Linked DNA regions of Mus musculus: region 2 is linked to region 1. The links are chromatin contacts, called in public Hi-C maps. All regions are on one chromosome and are shown on one strand. The core of a region is the stretch at or near the end of the contact, and the rest is flanking DNA. Distances in the headings are between cores, read along the strand shown. Region 1 has its middle 45 kb from the start of Gm34871. Region 2 holds the start of Dlx5 (distal-less homeobox 5).

Region 1 (7,382 bases), core at 4,045-6,544:
ACACACACACACACACACACACATCCATCCATCCACAAAGATGGATTTTTCCCTGACTTTTCAGGGCCTGTTTATGAAAATTGGCCTGGGCAAGTGTCCCCAGAGTGTCACAGCTCCTGAGTGAATAGGGACGTTCCTTGACTTGGAAGAGGTGGCATCAGGTGGTTTGAGGGCCTGGAGTGTCACCTTCTGGGGAACCAATTCTCCTGGGATCATGTTAGTATTTCATGTGTTGTCTTGTACACAAAAACACTTACAGGTGCCCTAAAGAAAAAAGACTTGCATATGTGAGGTAAACATTTAACTAGAGCCAAAAGGAAGTTAAAAAAGATAAAAGCGATTCCAAAAATTATGACTTATTTCTAACTGTGGGTTTGAATTACCTAGTATATAGTATATCTTCCTTGACTAAGCGAGTGTGACTAGCCGGTGTCCACTTCTGCAGTTCTCAAGGGACTTACTCACTGTCCTCCAGACAACACGGTGACAACGTTTTACTGATATGCCAAATCTAAGGTTTGGGTGTAAGAGTTGTGAAATCTGAGATATGGTCATTTGGCTAAAAAAGTCTAGGATTTCTAATATTTGTTTTGTGAATGGTTCACAGTAAAGCTTAGAGGTTGTTTAAATAACACAGAATAGAGACTGAGTTAGAAAAGGGGCCATGGGAGGTGAGTCGTATGGTTGTATGTTTTGTTCACTTAGGAAGGGCCAGGAACGGTTCTTGTTTTGCAAAGGCTCCTCTTTCTTTACGCACACCCCTTCCTCTGTCTAGACCAGTAATTCCATTATCTACCCCTCCCCAAAGCCCCTGTACCGTGTCCTCTCATCAGGATGTATATGCTTCGGATTCTGTCTGCTTCTCATACAGATTGAATTTCCTACCATATCCAGCACGCATCCTGCTCTCAATCCCGTTGATACTTGCTTATGTTTTTCAAACAGAACATGGAATTTCCAAAGGATCAGAAATGTATCTGATAATCTAGTCAGGATGACAGCAGAGAGGTATAGACAGTTTAATGTACTCCTAGAGAATCGGTGTGAAGGCAGGAGCTTCTTCATGGATAATTCAAGAGCAACAGAATTTTGGCTCGAAGATGTAAATTTTCAGTTGGATGTAATCTCAGCTGCTTCTTATGCCGAGATATAAGGCTTGCTAAGTTCAAGGACTTCCTGGGCTACATATTGAGTTCAAGTTCAATGGTACAACTTCCAAAGATTGTCTCAAAATTCAAAAGAAAGAAAGAAAGAAAGAAAGAAAGAAAGAAAGAAAGAAAGAAAGAAAGGAAGGAAGGAAGGAAGGAAGGAAGGAAGGAAGGAAGGAAGGAAGGAAGGAAGGAAGGAAGAAAGAAAGAAAGAAAGAAAAGAAAAGAAAGAAAGAAAGGCTGTGACAGGTAAGGCAGCCTTACCACAAAACAAAAATTTGAACTTTTAATGGGGACATTTCAGGAGAGTGAAGCAAGGACACAGTGTTTAGCACCTTTAGACTCACGTCTGTAGACTGCCTGTTGTGGGTAGGAGGGGCCCAGAGGCTCACAGAGCAGAGCATCTCTTTTGTACAGCCAGGTCTCACCTCAGTGGAGGGAGGAGGTGCTGTAGGGGCACTAGAACATGCCTGACTTTTCTGTCAACAGAAGACCAAGGACTGCCCATGCCTTCCTCCTCCTGGGGGTTGGCACTGAGAAAGGGTACTGGGTGCCCCTCCCACAGGCACCCTCCCTCACCAAGGCACACCCAGCCTCGCCCCATGGTTTGCCCACAGGCCGATTCCTCAAAGATCAGAAAGATGAATGATTCAGAATTGCCTACTGCTCTGCCCTGTTTAGACTATGTAATCCCATGATCCATGCCTGTCTTTTCTTTCTTTCTTTCTTTCTTTCTTTCTTTCTTTCTTTCTTTCTTTCTTTCTTTCTTCCTTCCTTCCTTCCTTCCTTCCTTCCTTCCTTCCTTTCTTTCTTTCTTTCTTTCTTTCTTTCTTTCTTTCTTTCTTTCTATCTTTCTCTCCTTCTTTCTTTCTTTCTCTCTCTCTCTTTCTCTCTCTCTTTCCTTCCTTCCTTCCTTCCTTCTCTCTCTCCCTTCCTTCCTTCTTTCTTCCCTTCCTCCCTCCCTCCCTCCCTCCCTCCCTCCCTCCCTCCCTCCCTCCCTCCCTCCTTTCTTTCTTTCTTTCTTTCTTTCTTTCTTTCTTTCTTTCTTTCTTTCTTTCTTTCAAGTGATCCTGTACTTCAGATCAAATCCCTTCCCCACCATCGCTTTGGAAACAGCAGTGATGATGTGCTGTTTCTGATTACATAATGGTTTGAGGCAAGGGATTTTCTTGTTGAGGTACCCACACCAGTACTGATTGGACACTGTTTTGCTTTGCTCTGTTAATACAAGATTTTTCTGAATGTCATCATAGCACAGACAGAACACATTCACTGAGGCATTTTCAAGGCAAGGTTCTGCTTTAACTTGAAACAGAAAAAAATTCCCCTGTGACTTATATTCAGTGAGAACCACGGGCACTGTTGGTGGGTTTTTACTAATTATGTGGTTTCTATATGTAAATACTTGTCTTTTATATGTGTGAATATGTAAAGGGCATAGACTTTCTAGTACTAGTCTAAGGATGTACAAAAACACACACCACATACACACACACACACACACACACACACACACACACACACACACACCTTATGATCTCTGCTCTCTCCTTAATAACTAGTTTCCCCTTAAATAATGCCTCTAATGTTCCTTTAACTATGAACTGATAACGTCAGCAGCCTGAGAAGATGTCACATTGGCAAAGCGCTCTCAGAAAAAGCAAGAGGGCCTGAGTTTTGATCCCTAACATCCATGTCAAAGGCTGAGTGTGGGCCGAGCTGTTGTGGTGCACATCTTTAATCCCAGCACCTGGAAGGCAGAGGCAGGAGGGTCTGTGAGTTGGAGGCTAGGCTGGTCTAGAGAGCAAGTTCCAGGACAGCCAGGGCTACTCAGAGAAACCCTGTCTCAAAAAATAAGACAAACAAAGATCCAGTCACCCCAGGAACTTCCTAGCCAGTCAGCATCACTGAATTGGTGAATTCAAGGTTCAGTGAGAGACAGATCTTGAGAAATAAGGTGGCCAGTGATTGAGTAAAGTGTCTGGTGTCAGTCTCTGACTTCCACACACAAATACATTTAATAAAATCTGTACTCCAAACTAACTAGAGTCATGGTAAATCTTCACTTTTAAGAACGGCATTGACTCTAGTCACAGAAATTTCTTTAGGAAACCAACCAGGTCACTGAAAAACAAATCATATCTCCTTTATTAGTGAAAAAAAAATCGAGTCATTCTGTTGAAAAAAACATGAAGAAATGCCATTCAACAGGAATTTCCCTTATAGCATGGTGCTATACAGATCTATGTGCAAGCCCACACCAAGGCTATTCTTGCCTTGCTTGGGAACCGCAGAGTTAACTCTGCCAAGAGGCATTACAGTGATATGAAATGCTGTGGTCATGACAAACTTCCAGAACCCTCTCCAAACCTGTGTAGGAGAAAACATTTATGATAAAGCAGTCAGTGATAACAGCAATTATAGATTAAGTTCAAGACTATTCCTCCAGGAAAGAAAAGTACGACATACACACACACACACACACACACACACACACACACACACACACACATGTATGCATATGTCTATCTATCTATCTATCTATCTATCTATCTATCTTTCACTCCATGTACTGTTTTAAGTCTCTGGATAAAAACAATAGATAACAGTTTTGATTACTTACCTGTCCCTTTTCTGTCCTTAATCATAGTGGCTTTGATCCCACTTGAACCTCATAATTACTCCTTGGTTAGAAATTATCTTGTATCTAGTTATTATTTAGGCACATATGCATTGAGAATGTACAGTAAGAGTCGGGGCCTAGAACGAGTGAGTTTTAAATTCCTTCTGTCCGCCAGTCCCAGCGACAGAGTCAAGGACACACTGAGGCAGAAGTCTGTTTTCCTCTTAGGCCCTCTGTTGATGCAGCCTATGCCATCAGGGTCTTTCTGTGTGTTTGTGTGTATGCATCACATGTCTGAGGGGTTTGTTCAATATTTTTTCTGCTTTTCTATCAGCTTTATAGTTTGGTGGGCAAAGAGGCCTACTTTGAAGTTCTTTCTGTTGTTAAATCTCTTTCCCAGTGAAATTCAATGTAGGTTCTCATTTTCCAGGACACCATCTCCCAAAAGTTTTAGAGCATGCTAAATTGTAAATCCTTGATGAGGAAATCTGTGTCTAAGGGCCATCTCTCCAGGTGATGTAAAGGTGAAGCCATGTGAGCGATCTCGTACCCTGCTCCTTTTCTGGCTTTTTTCTTTTTTCTTTTTCTTTTGTGACTTAGAGCCTTATAGCTTCTGTAGCTTTGCTCCTGAGTCTGACTTCGGGCTCCCTGACACTGTACCTCTATGTTGCTGGGAGAGTCAACTTAAAATATACAATCTCCAGACGGGAATGATTTAGCAAAATTAAAAGCAGACAAGGGGCAGGGAAGGCGGGAGGTGTCAAATGTTTTCTCTACCCACTATCAGTTTGATGTGGTAGCCTTGTTCCTACCTAGTCTTCCGTCATGCCGTCCTCTACCAACACTAAAATAGCCGACATGGTAACAGAATACACACAAGGAGAGATGTGTAGGCTCTTCGGTCTCCATTCTAACCCACCACAGAGAGTTTTAATTGAGCTTGTTTCAACTTAATTTTGTTTCGCCCTTGGGATGAAAGACACTAGTTTCAGTGTGACTCAAGAGGTACTTTATATGCCCCAGTACAGGGGAATGCTAAGGCCAAGAATTAGGAGTGGGTGGGTAGGGGAGCAGGGACGAGGGAGGGTATAGGGAACTTTCGGGATAGCATTTGAAATGTAAATAAAGAAAATATCTAATAAAAAAAAAGAGGTACCATGAAATATGTAAGAACTTGCAAGAATCTTCTTAGCTTCCTCCAAAGAAAGTCAGTATTTCCAATCGCTTAATTGTTTTTGAGTGAACTCTTTCCAAACAAAACCATGCCATATTGGTGAGCTGATACTAAGGTTTCCAGCCCTGTAGTTCACAGACTGATTTATTTTTCATGAGCACATGTAATTAAAATCTCATTTCTGGTTAGGAACAAGCCTAGTAAGAGAATTGCAAAGAAGTTACAGATAGGGAAGCAATGTCACACAGCAGACCTCTCTTTGAGTCTGCCTCGGGGGATATATGAAGCAGAGCAATTCAGTTTAAGTACAAAAAGAGAGTTTCACACTCACCCCAGATCTTGAGTCAGCATCATTCAGTACAGCTCACCCTGTCTTACAGATCACCTTATCATCGTCAGTGCTGATTCACAGTGGGATGGGGAGAATGGATGCAGAAACAGTTTGTGAGGAGACCATGAAGACATCCATTTTCTTCTCCATTTCTCTACTACTCTCAGATCTTATGTTCATCTCAAAAGCCATCATAGGCAAGAGGTGATACTAATTAGGTTATGGTAAGTGACACACCTCCTGATTACAGCTATAGCCTGGACCCAGAACTGTTTTAGACTATAACTCACTTTTAGTATCTGTGCAATTTCTGAGCACTAGTGCAGATAAAATCCCTTGTATTCTTGTTAGCACCTTGGATGCCTTTCTGAAGGATACAACCTATGGGTCTTAGTGGCACAGGAAAGATAAGATGTCCTTTGTCGTTCATTTTCTGCAAATAGTCTGTATTTACAGTACCATGCCAGTCGTTTCTGACTACCACTTAGGGCAATTTGCTTAGCCTAGCGGAATGTCTTGGAAACTACTGGCAATGATTTAGCCTCCAAAATTGGAACACATTTAGTAGAGACAGAAAGCCTATGAACAAATAGTGGGCATGTGCCAGAGTAAATAAGTGTGGTTCATGAGCTGCGGTCAGAAATGTCTCTCAGTATGCAGGCAAAGCCTTTGCCAATATTTGCCATGAAGCCATCACACAAAGCAGTTTTTCCTCTCAGTAAGACAGACTCAATGAAAGAAGGAACCCGGCCTCACAATCTCCTCGTGGGGCTGTCATCACAGGTCATACGAAAGGAGACCTGCACTGAGAGGACTTTTTTCCAATTAGTATTTCTTACTCAGCCTGCCAAACTTTCATGAAAAAATACAAAGAACGAGACTCCTGAGGGAATAGTAGGCTGCGAGCGTTGGTGGAGGAGAACTCTACAGCACGACACGCCCCTTCCAAGGTCTCATAGTAAGCCACAGCATCGGTTAACTTTGCCTCTTTTCCAAACCCAAGCTCTGGCCTGTACTGTATAACTCCTTCGAAGCAGTTGGTAAGACTACTATTCCCGAGAGAGATCTGGAGTCAAGGAGAAGATTCCCCAACTGAAGACTAGAAGAGACAGAACTGTACAGTGTCCACTCCGGGCTGTCTGCATTTCCTTTAAAAGTTAACTCCTTGATCACACATAACTGGTAGCACTTGGCCTTGAGGAGCGTGCTTGCTCTCTGATGCAGTGTGTGTGTTTGCCCACTGCGCACAGAGTTTGGTTGCACGTAATTTTTCTACTCCTGTGTAGACTATGTAGTTTCATGGTGGCCACTGAAATTCATGAAGAAATCTCTCATTTAAACAATTGAAGGAACCATAAATCAATACCCAGAAAAATTCTTTCATTGTGGGATTTCTTTTCTACTTGGTTAAAGCTGAGTCGCTTTAGTCTCTGCTGCTTCATTGTGTACCCTTGACTAGCTGGCCCTTAAAGACCTATATGAGTCTCCTGTCTCTTTATCAACTTTATTGCTGTAGAAATATTGAGATTCCAGCTGCACACCAATACATCTGGTTTTATATTTTTAAACATGGGTTCCTGAGATTGAACGTGGGTTGCCAAGATGTGTGCTTATCCATGGAACCATTTCTCTGCCCCCAGATTGTTCTATTTAAAGAGGTAAATAAGGACCTGGACAGGTCACTCAGTCCCTAGGGATACTAGCTGCTGTTCCAGAGGACCTGGGGTGGATTCCCAGCACCCACGATGGCAGCTCACAACAACTCCAGTTCCAAGGATTCCAATACCCTCTTCTGGCCTCCTCAGAATATACACAGATATACATTCAGGTGAAACACTCAGACACATAAAATAATAATACAATGAAAGGCAAGTTGAATGTCCTTTTAACTTAACTACAATAGCTTAACTACAGTGCCATACACAGCGAGATGCACAGAATGCTACACAGTGTGATTGATATACACACACAGTATGATTGATACACACACAGTGTGATTGATGTACACACAGTGTGATGCACAACCAGTGTGATTGATACACAGTGTGATACACACAACGTGATACACACACAGTGTGATTGATACACACAGTGTGAGTGATACAC
Region 2 (6,905 bases), core at 1,293-3,792, 79 kb before region 1:
AACTGGACTTACTACAACAGGTTTACATCTGCATAAAGGCCAGTCTTTCAGCACTTCAGGTTATATGTAGAGATGGCGCATTCTTTTCTCCTTACCCATCCTTTTTCATTATTCATATATGTATATATATATTTCATTGTTCATAAATACATTTTTGTGTGTAATATATCTTTACATGCGTATATGTGTATATATGTGTAATATATACAGACATGTGCAATAATGTATGTGTGTACATCCATATGTGTAAATGCATATCTCCACTGAGAAAAGGAAGCAGCGAGTAAATGCTAGCAAGATGTAGAATTATCTTACCAATATAACATGAAGTATATCTGCAGTTTCCAGTATCAGGGTCATGGGAAGCTGCCTTCTCACCAAGGTTTAAGAGAACTATTAGACTCCTTCTGGCGATAATGACCATGCTGACCTTTTTCCTCCTGGTTATTACATTTAAATTTATAGTAAATAAAATTGGGGCCTGTGATGGGATCACCCATCTCTCTGCACTTTTTTTTTTTATAACCTCTGAACACTTTGACCAGCTCAAGGCATTGATTTGTAAGGCCCCATGGATTAGGTGAGCATCTTTAGAGCAGACCGCAATCATAATCCAGTAAGGTCAGCAGTACGTTTGCCTCCTTGAAGACACTCAGTGCAAATCTAGAGCCTGGACAGCCACATGAAAATCAAAGGCAAGGGATCAGTGTCAAGGAACAGCAAACATTTGTTAAACCCACACATCTGTGTCAGAAGGGAAATCTAGAGACACCAAGGCTGCAAGTAGGGACTCCAGATGAAGAAAGGGGTGGCCCTGCTGCATGCTAGCTCCCTCTCGTTGTTGACAAAAGCTGAAGTTGTACAGCCAAGGAAAAGCAACAGTAGCCTGGGTTTATGGGGCCCATGTGCACCTGAGGCACGTGTTGCTGCTTCCAGTTGCAGCTCCAGATTCCAGAGAGGGACTGACCTCCTGCTTCCAGCTCTCTGACAGAGGCTTGGAGTCCTTGGTTGCCAAAACAAGAACAAAGTAACCTCAGACAAAACTCAGGCAGATTTTCACTTCTTCCCCTGGCAAAAGGGGAACCAGAAGAGGAACCAGAAGATTCCACCCTGAACATTCAATGACACTCCCAGGTTCCTGGCCAAAAGGAGGCCCAAAATAGGATACAACTCATTTTTGAGGGGAGTAGACACAGCATTGAGTGAGGATCAGAACACATTCCTAAGGCCTCACTCAATCATAACTAGAGGAAAAGCCCATGTTGACAAAATAAACTTCTTCTGGTGGTCTGTGGCCAGTGTATGAGTCTTGAACCCTGCTCCCTTTGTACATAAACGAAGATGCTCAGTAGGCAGGAAATAATGGGGGATGCTACAGAACCCAAACTCAAGAATTGAGAGGGGGATTGGAGTGGATGTAGGTAATGGAACCAGGAGAGGGTCGTCCATGATCGAAACCCCATCTCCCAAGCGGACTTGGTTCCTTGCCTACTTTTCGGTCTTCATACTCCATTTGGTCTGGAGGCACACTATAGGTCACACACCCAAATCAATTCACGTTTGCAGGAATCTGGCTCCTGAACTGAGACAAGAGCCATTCTAGAAGCTTCCAAGTAGTCGAGGATATTGAGCAAAAAACCAAAAGGCTGCTCAGCTCTCTGGGAAAGCCAACTAAGAGAGTTCAGGCAGTGGCAAGGTATTCAGGAATGAAAGACATTGATTTTCAGCAGTCCCTGTAAAGACTTCAGTTGCCACTGGGGACGTCTAGATTCTTGGACATCTCTGTGGAGTCCTGAGAAACAGGGGCTTCTGCAAAAGCGCTTGCTGCGTGTCCAACTGTTTTCCAGTTTACAAATTTTCAACATAAATTAGTTGCAACTTGCTTCCCATCATCCCACTAAGACAATGCTGTTCTCCATTTGTTCTCACTGCCATCTAACACTGCTCCTCCTCTGCACACAGTCCCACAGCGGTGCTCTCTCCTACAGTCTCCGTCGGAGGAGGGGGGAGAGGACTGGTAGGTGTGGAGCAAGAAAAGAGCATCAAGAACCGCATCCTCTAAACTGTACTTTTGAGATTGCTGATTGGAACACGTTGTCTTCAAACAGCACGGAGCTAGGCCCTGGGACTGCTTGGTTTGTCGAAGCTATTCACTAAAAAGAGATCGACTGAGACCCTCCCTCCCCCAACAGGGAACAACTCATATTCTCTCTCTCTCTCTCTCTCTCTCTCTCTCTCTCTCTCTCTCTCTCTCTCTCTCACACACACACACACACACACACACACACACACACTCTCTCTCTCCTTGTACGCCTCTCTCTCTCTCTCTCTCTCTCTCTCTCTCTCTCTCTCTCTCTCTCTCTCTCTCTCTCTCTCTTTAAGCAATGCTTTGTTGTGCTAAAACTAGTTGGACGAGTTAGGGTGTTGCTCTGCTCCCGAAGCCCTGGCCAATGGAACCCGATCCACCCCGCTGTGCGTAAGCGCGCAATTAAGGATTTAACCAAGGCTGTGCTGCGCCTCAGCCAGCAGTCAGCCTGCGGGAGACAGAGCCTCCACGACTCCCAGCCTCCTCCTCCTCCTCCTCCCCGCCGCCGCCGCCGCCTCCTCCTCTTCCTCCTCCTCCCTCGCTCCCACAGCCATGTCTGCTTAGACCAGAGCAGCTCCACAGCCAATTCAGGCAGCAGCGGCCGCCGCAGTAGAAGAACAGCCACCGCCCGGGAGCTATGACAGGAGTGTTTGACAGAAGAGTCCCAAGCATCCGATCCGGCGACTTCCAAGCTCCGTTCCCGACGTCCGCCGCCATGCACCACCCGTCTCAGGAATCGCCAACTTTGCCCGAGTCCTCGGCCACCGATTCTGACTACTACAGTCCCGCGGGGGCCGCCCCGCACGGCTACTGCTCTCCTACCTCTGCTTCTTATGGCAAAGCGCTCAACCCCTACCAGTACCAGTACCACGGCGTGAACGGCTCCGCAGCCGGCTACCCGGCCAAGGCTTATGCCGACTACGGCTACGCCAGCCCCTACCACCAGTACGGCGGCGCCTACAACCGCGTCCCGAGTGCCACCAGCCAGCCAGGTAGGCGCGCGGGGGCGGGAGGCAGGTACCCAGGGCATCCGTAACCCCGCGGGCGCCAAGTTGGGTGGTAGATGAGGGCCACGCTGTCCGCACCCATAGAAGGGTGCTTCGCAGAAGCGAGTGGGGGCCTGGGACTGCAAACAGGACAGCACCTCACACCGGCATGGGGGGGGGGGCAGTGGAGGACTTTTGAAGAGGTTTAATCGGGTGTTTTGCCTCTGGCGCTGCTCGAGGATCCCTCCTTAGCTGGATTCCTAGCTGGCCTAGCCAGAAAGCCAGCTTGGCTGCAAAGAGGCTAAGGGATTTGGGGGGCGGGGGGTGGGTGAAATCAAGCAGCCCTAGTGGTGTTTGCGTAATAAAAGGAAAGTTAGTTGGAATTCTGGGTGAGCGTGCTGAGTTGGTGAGATCTAGTCTGGATTAGCCAGCGAAGCGCCCCGAGGCCTCTCATGGAGGGTGCGGGCAGCACACCGGGTGACCTGGGGGCCGGAGGGCTGCAGCCTGACAGAAAAGCGAACAGGGAACTTTGCGGTTTATCCAAGGTATTTCCAAATACAAAAAGTCATTTAAAATAGCGGAGGATTGCCGAGAGTTCACTCTGTTAGAGGGACCCCCCCCCACACACACACACACACTCCATCGAGTGCTCTCTCCGTAAGTGCCTAGAATTTGTCTGCCTTCCTTCTTCCCCACAGACTCCCCTTTCCGTCCACTGTGAAACTTCCTTAGAGCGTTACAGTGGGGTAGAGAGCTTGGGCGGTAAATGAGAGGCGTGAAGTCTCAGTGGAGAAATTTTACTAGTCGATTTTGATCTCCCCTCACCGACACATTAATAAGGCTGCTAATATTAGCATCCCCTACTCCAGTAGAGCGGAGACCGCAGCCCTCCCTCCTTCTCCACCCTTCCTCTGGCAGCAGCTTCATACACCGACTCTTCCACTCCTTTCAGGACTGAAGGGGGAAAAGGGGCCATGTGGCCTAGGGGCACATTAGCAAAACACGGATTCACAGGACCCCAGCGGGGTACATTTATGACAGTGAGAATTCTTCCTTGGTTCCTCCCCTTTACTACGAAAATATCCTTACTACAGATTCCTTTGCAATACATTGTTGATGGAAGTTTGAGTCTGCTCCTCTTGCTGTCTCTGTATCCTTGCATAGGGAGAGGATTTTTTTTTTTTTTTTTTTTGGTCAAGAACATATTAAGTCTATTTGTGAAAGAAACCAGACACATCTGTGCCCTCTCAGATCTGCAGTGAGATTATGGGGACTACATAATCGGCTCTCTGTCTGCCGCAGCCCCGACCGACCGCTTGCCGCTGTAGTGAAGGAACATAGTTTGCTTGTCGGTCTTTGAACTTTGGAGCCCTTGGCTAGCGTCTTCCCTGCCCAAGCGTCTAGCCTCTGCGGGCGCCCGAACAGACGCCGACAGAGGGTCATGGCCCAGGGGCCTCCTCGCGTGACGCCCAGGGATTGGAGTGGCTATTCGCGTCCCAGAAACACACAAGGTGAATACAGGGAGGGAAAAAATAATGAGAAAAATAAGCATCTCCAAAGGGTTCCATCCCTAAAGCGAAGAACTTGATGTGTACAAAGTGCCCCACGCACACAGTGGCTAGTAGTCAGAGACTCGCCAGCTCTTCCATGTATGATCTGAGGATGGGACAGATTTCTCTGGGGTTTGAAAAGCCAAGATTGTGATATTGGGAAAGAGAAAGATGACTACATATTTCAAAACAAACAAAATCTCGCTGATTTGAGGGCCTGTGCAAACGAGCCATTGTCTGCCAGGAAGCTCTAACCTAGTCTGTTTTGGTTATTTAGAGAAAGAAGTGGCGGAGCCAGAGGTGAGGATGGTGAATGGTAAACCAAAGAAAGTTCGTAAACCCAGGACTATTTATTCCAGCTTTCAGCTGGCCGCTTTACAGAGAAGGTTTCAGAAGACTCAGTACCTCGCCCTGCCAGAACGCGCGGAGTTGGCCGCCTCTCTAGGACTGACGCAAACACAGGTAAATCCGGCCGCCGCCAAGTACCGGCCCCGCCTCGCCTGCAAGCCCAGCTCGGCTGCAAGGTTCGGTCCCGACTGGCTGGAGCCGATTCTCTAGCACTTTGCAGAAATTCACAGATAGAAAGACACCAACCGATGCATCTTTCCCTCCATGAGCCAGGCCCACGTGGCGGTGGGCGCGGGATTCGTCGTTTGTCCCGAGTTGCCGCCATCCCCTCCCACCCAAACCCACCCCTGCTTTAACCACCAAAGGCTGGGGACCAAGGTTCCATAGTGAAAACAAGAGAAGGGGTATTTCTGGGAGGAGGGGGAATCTGCCTCGCGCTCTTGAAAAAGGTCTGGGTCCCTTCACAGTGAGAAGCTTGCCTTACTATTGGCCTGATGATGAGTCTCCAGCCATGCAAAGGCCTGGATCGTCCTGTCCCGGTCGACCCTATCCCTGAGGCAGATCAAGCCTCAGCAGCCTGAAGGTCGCGAGGTGGGGGGCGCTGTTGTACGGGGAAACCCTCCGGGATTGTCCCCTTCTTTTCCCTCCCAACCCCGCCCGCTGGGGCCTAGAATAAGGAATGTTCAAGTCGCAGCCCAGAGCTTCAGGCAGAGTCTGGCCTCCCAGTGCCGAGGGGACTGAAGGGAGTTGGACAGGAGATTGGACAATCTCTCCTTTCCCTTGGCACAGTGCACCTACAGTTTGGCCCAAGCCCCTCCCCATCGGGGACTCTGGCCTTCGAGCAGGAGAGGTATCCTCCCCAGTGACCTGGTGCACAGGCCCACACGTGCGACCAGGTCTAGAGTGAATAAAAGACAAAGCCTTGGGGTAGCAGAAGCTGGTTCCCGCTGAGCTGGACAGAGCTCCCTCTGTGCGTCCCTCCCATTGCCTAGGCTGAAACTGCAACCTCCTGGCGATGGGCGGCTTGCTGCTGGTAGTTAGTTATCAGGGCAGGATAGTCTAGGGCCAGGAGAGCCTTCATTCGTCGCTCAGGGAAAGGCGCGTGCAACCTCTGAGTGTCCCGGTAACGTGTGCCTTTGTTCCCCACCCAGGTGAAAATCTGGTTTCAGAACAAAAGATCCAAGATCAAGAAGATCATGAAAAACGGGGAGATGCCCCCGGAGCACAGTCCCAGCTCCAGCGACCCTATGGCGTGTAACTCGCCACAGTCACCAGCGGTGTGGGAGCCCCAGGGCTCATCCCGCTCTCTCAGCCACCACCCTCATGCCCACCCTCCGACCTCCAACCAGTCCCCCGCGTCCAGCTACCTGGAGAACTCGGCTTCCTGGTACCCAAGCGCAGCCAGCTCAATCAATTCCCACCTGCCACCGCCGGGCTCCTTGCAGCACCCGCTGGCACTGGCCTCCGGGACGCTTTATTAGATGGGCTACTTTCTCTTGCTCAGTTTTGGGACTACAGTGTTGTGCTGGTTTAGAAATCAGAAAGAAAGGAATTCATACGGGGATGTTTGAACAATGGAAACAAAAAAGATTCATGTGTAAACTTTTTTTTTGCATGTAAGTTATTGCATTTCAGAGAGCCCCGCCCCCTTTTTTACGAAAAGAACCCTTTTTTTTTTTTTTTTTGCGCAACTGTGGACACTATCAATGGTGCCTTGAAATCTATGACCTCAACTTTTCAAAAGACTTTTTTCAATGTTATTTTAACCGTGTAAATAAGTGTAGATAGAGGAATTAAACTGTATATTCTGGATAAATAAAATTATTTCGACCATGGAAACTGCTCCTTTTTGGCCCCCTGATAACTGGCTAGTGAGGTTATATGCAGACGGTTAAGAACAGATGAATTCTCCAGAAATCCAACAATGCAAAACAG

Evidence for each region. Hi-C and Micro-C count contacts between places; a contact is called where the count stands out from the background.
Region 2: a contact with region 1 is called in a Hi-C map of embryonic fibroblasts, with 1.6 times the contacts expected there. The contact joins the promoter of Dlx5 here to the enhancer-like site in region 1. A contact is called at or near these places in 2 of 484 Hi-C or Micro-C datasets (MC3T3-E1-derived osteoblasts and embryonic fibroblasts) and 3 of 9 other capture datasets (adipose tissue, liver and pancreatic islet).

What each region holds. Positions count from the first base shown.
Region 1 is chr6:6,800,608-6,807,989 of GRCm38.p6, reverse strand. No RefSeq gene overlaps it. Among named protein-coding and RNA genes, the nearest start is that of Gm34871, 45 kb to the right of the region's middle. Within about 2 kb of position 5,294, at least 25 of the 459 cell types and tissues checked have an H3K27ac peak or open chromatin away from gene starts, as enhancers often do. A contact at or near this core is called in embryonic fibroblasts, where this site is marked.
Region 2 is chr6:6,877,705-6,884,609 of GRCm38.p6, reverse strand. It overlaps Dlx5 (distal-less homeobox 5), which reads left to right and starts at 2,542. Exons shown (of 3, transcript NM_010056.3): 1 at 2,542-3,078; 2 at 4,900-5,084; 3 at 6,122-6,809. The coding sequence starts at 2,724. The coding sequence ends at 6,451.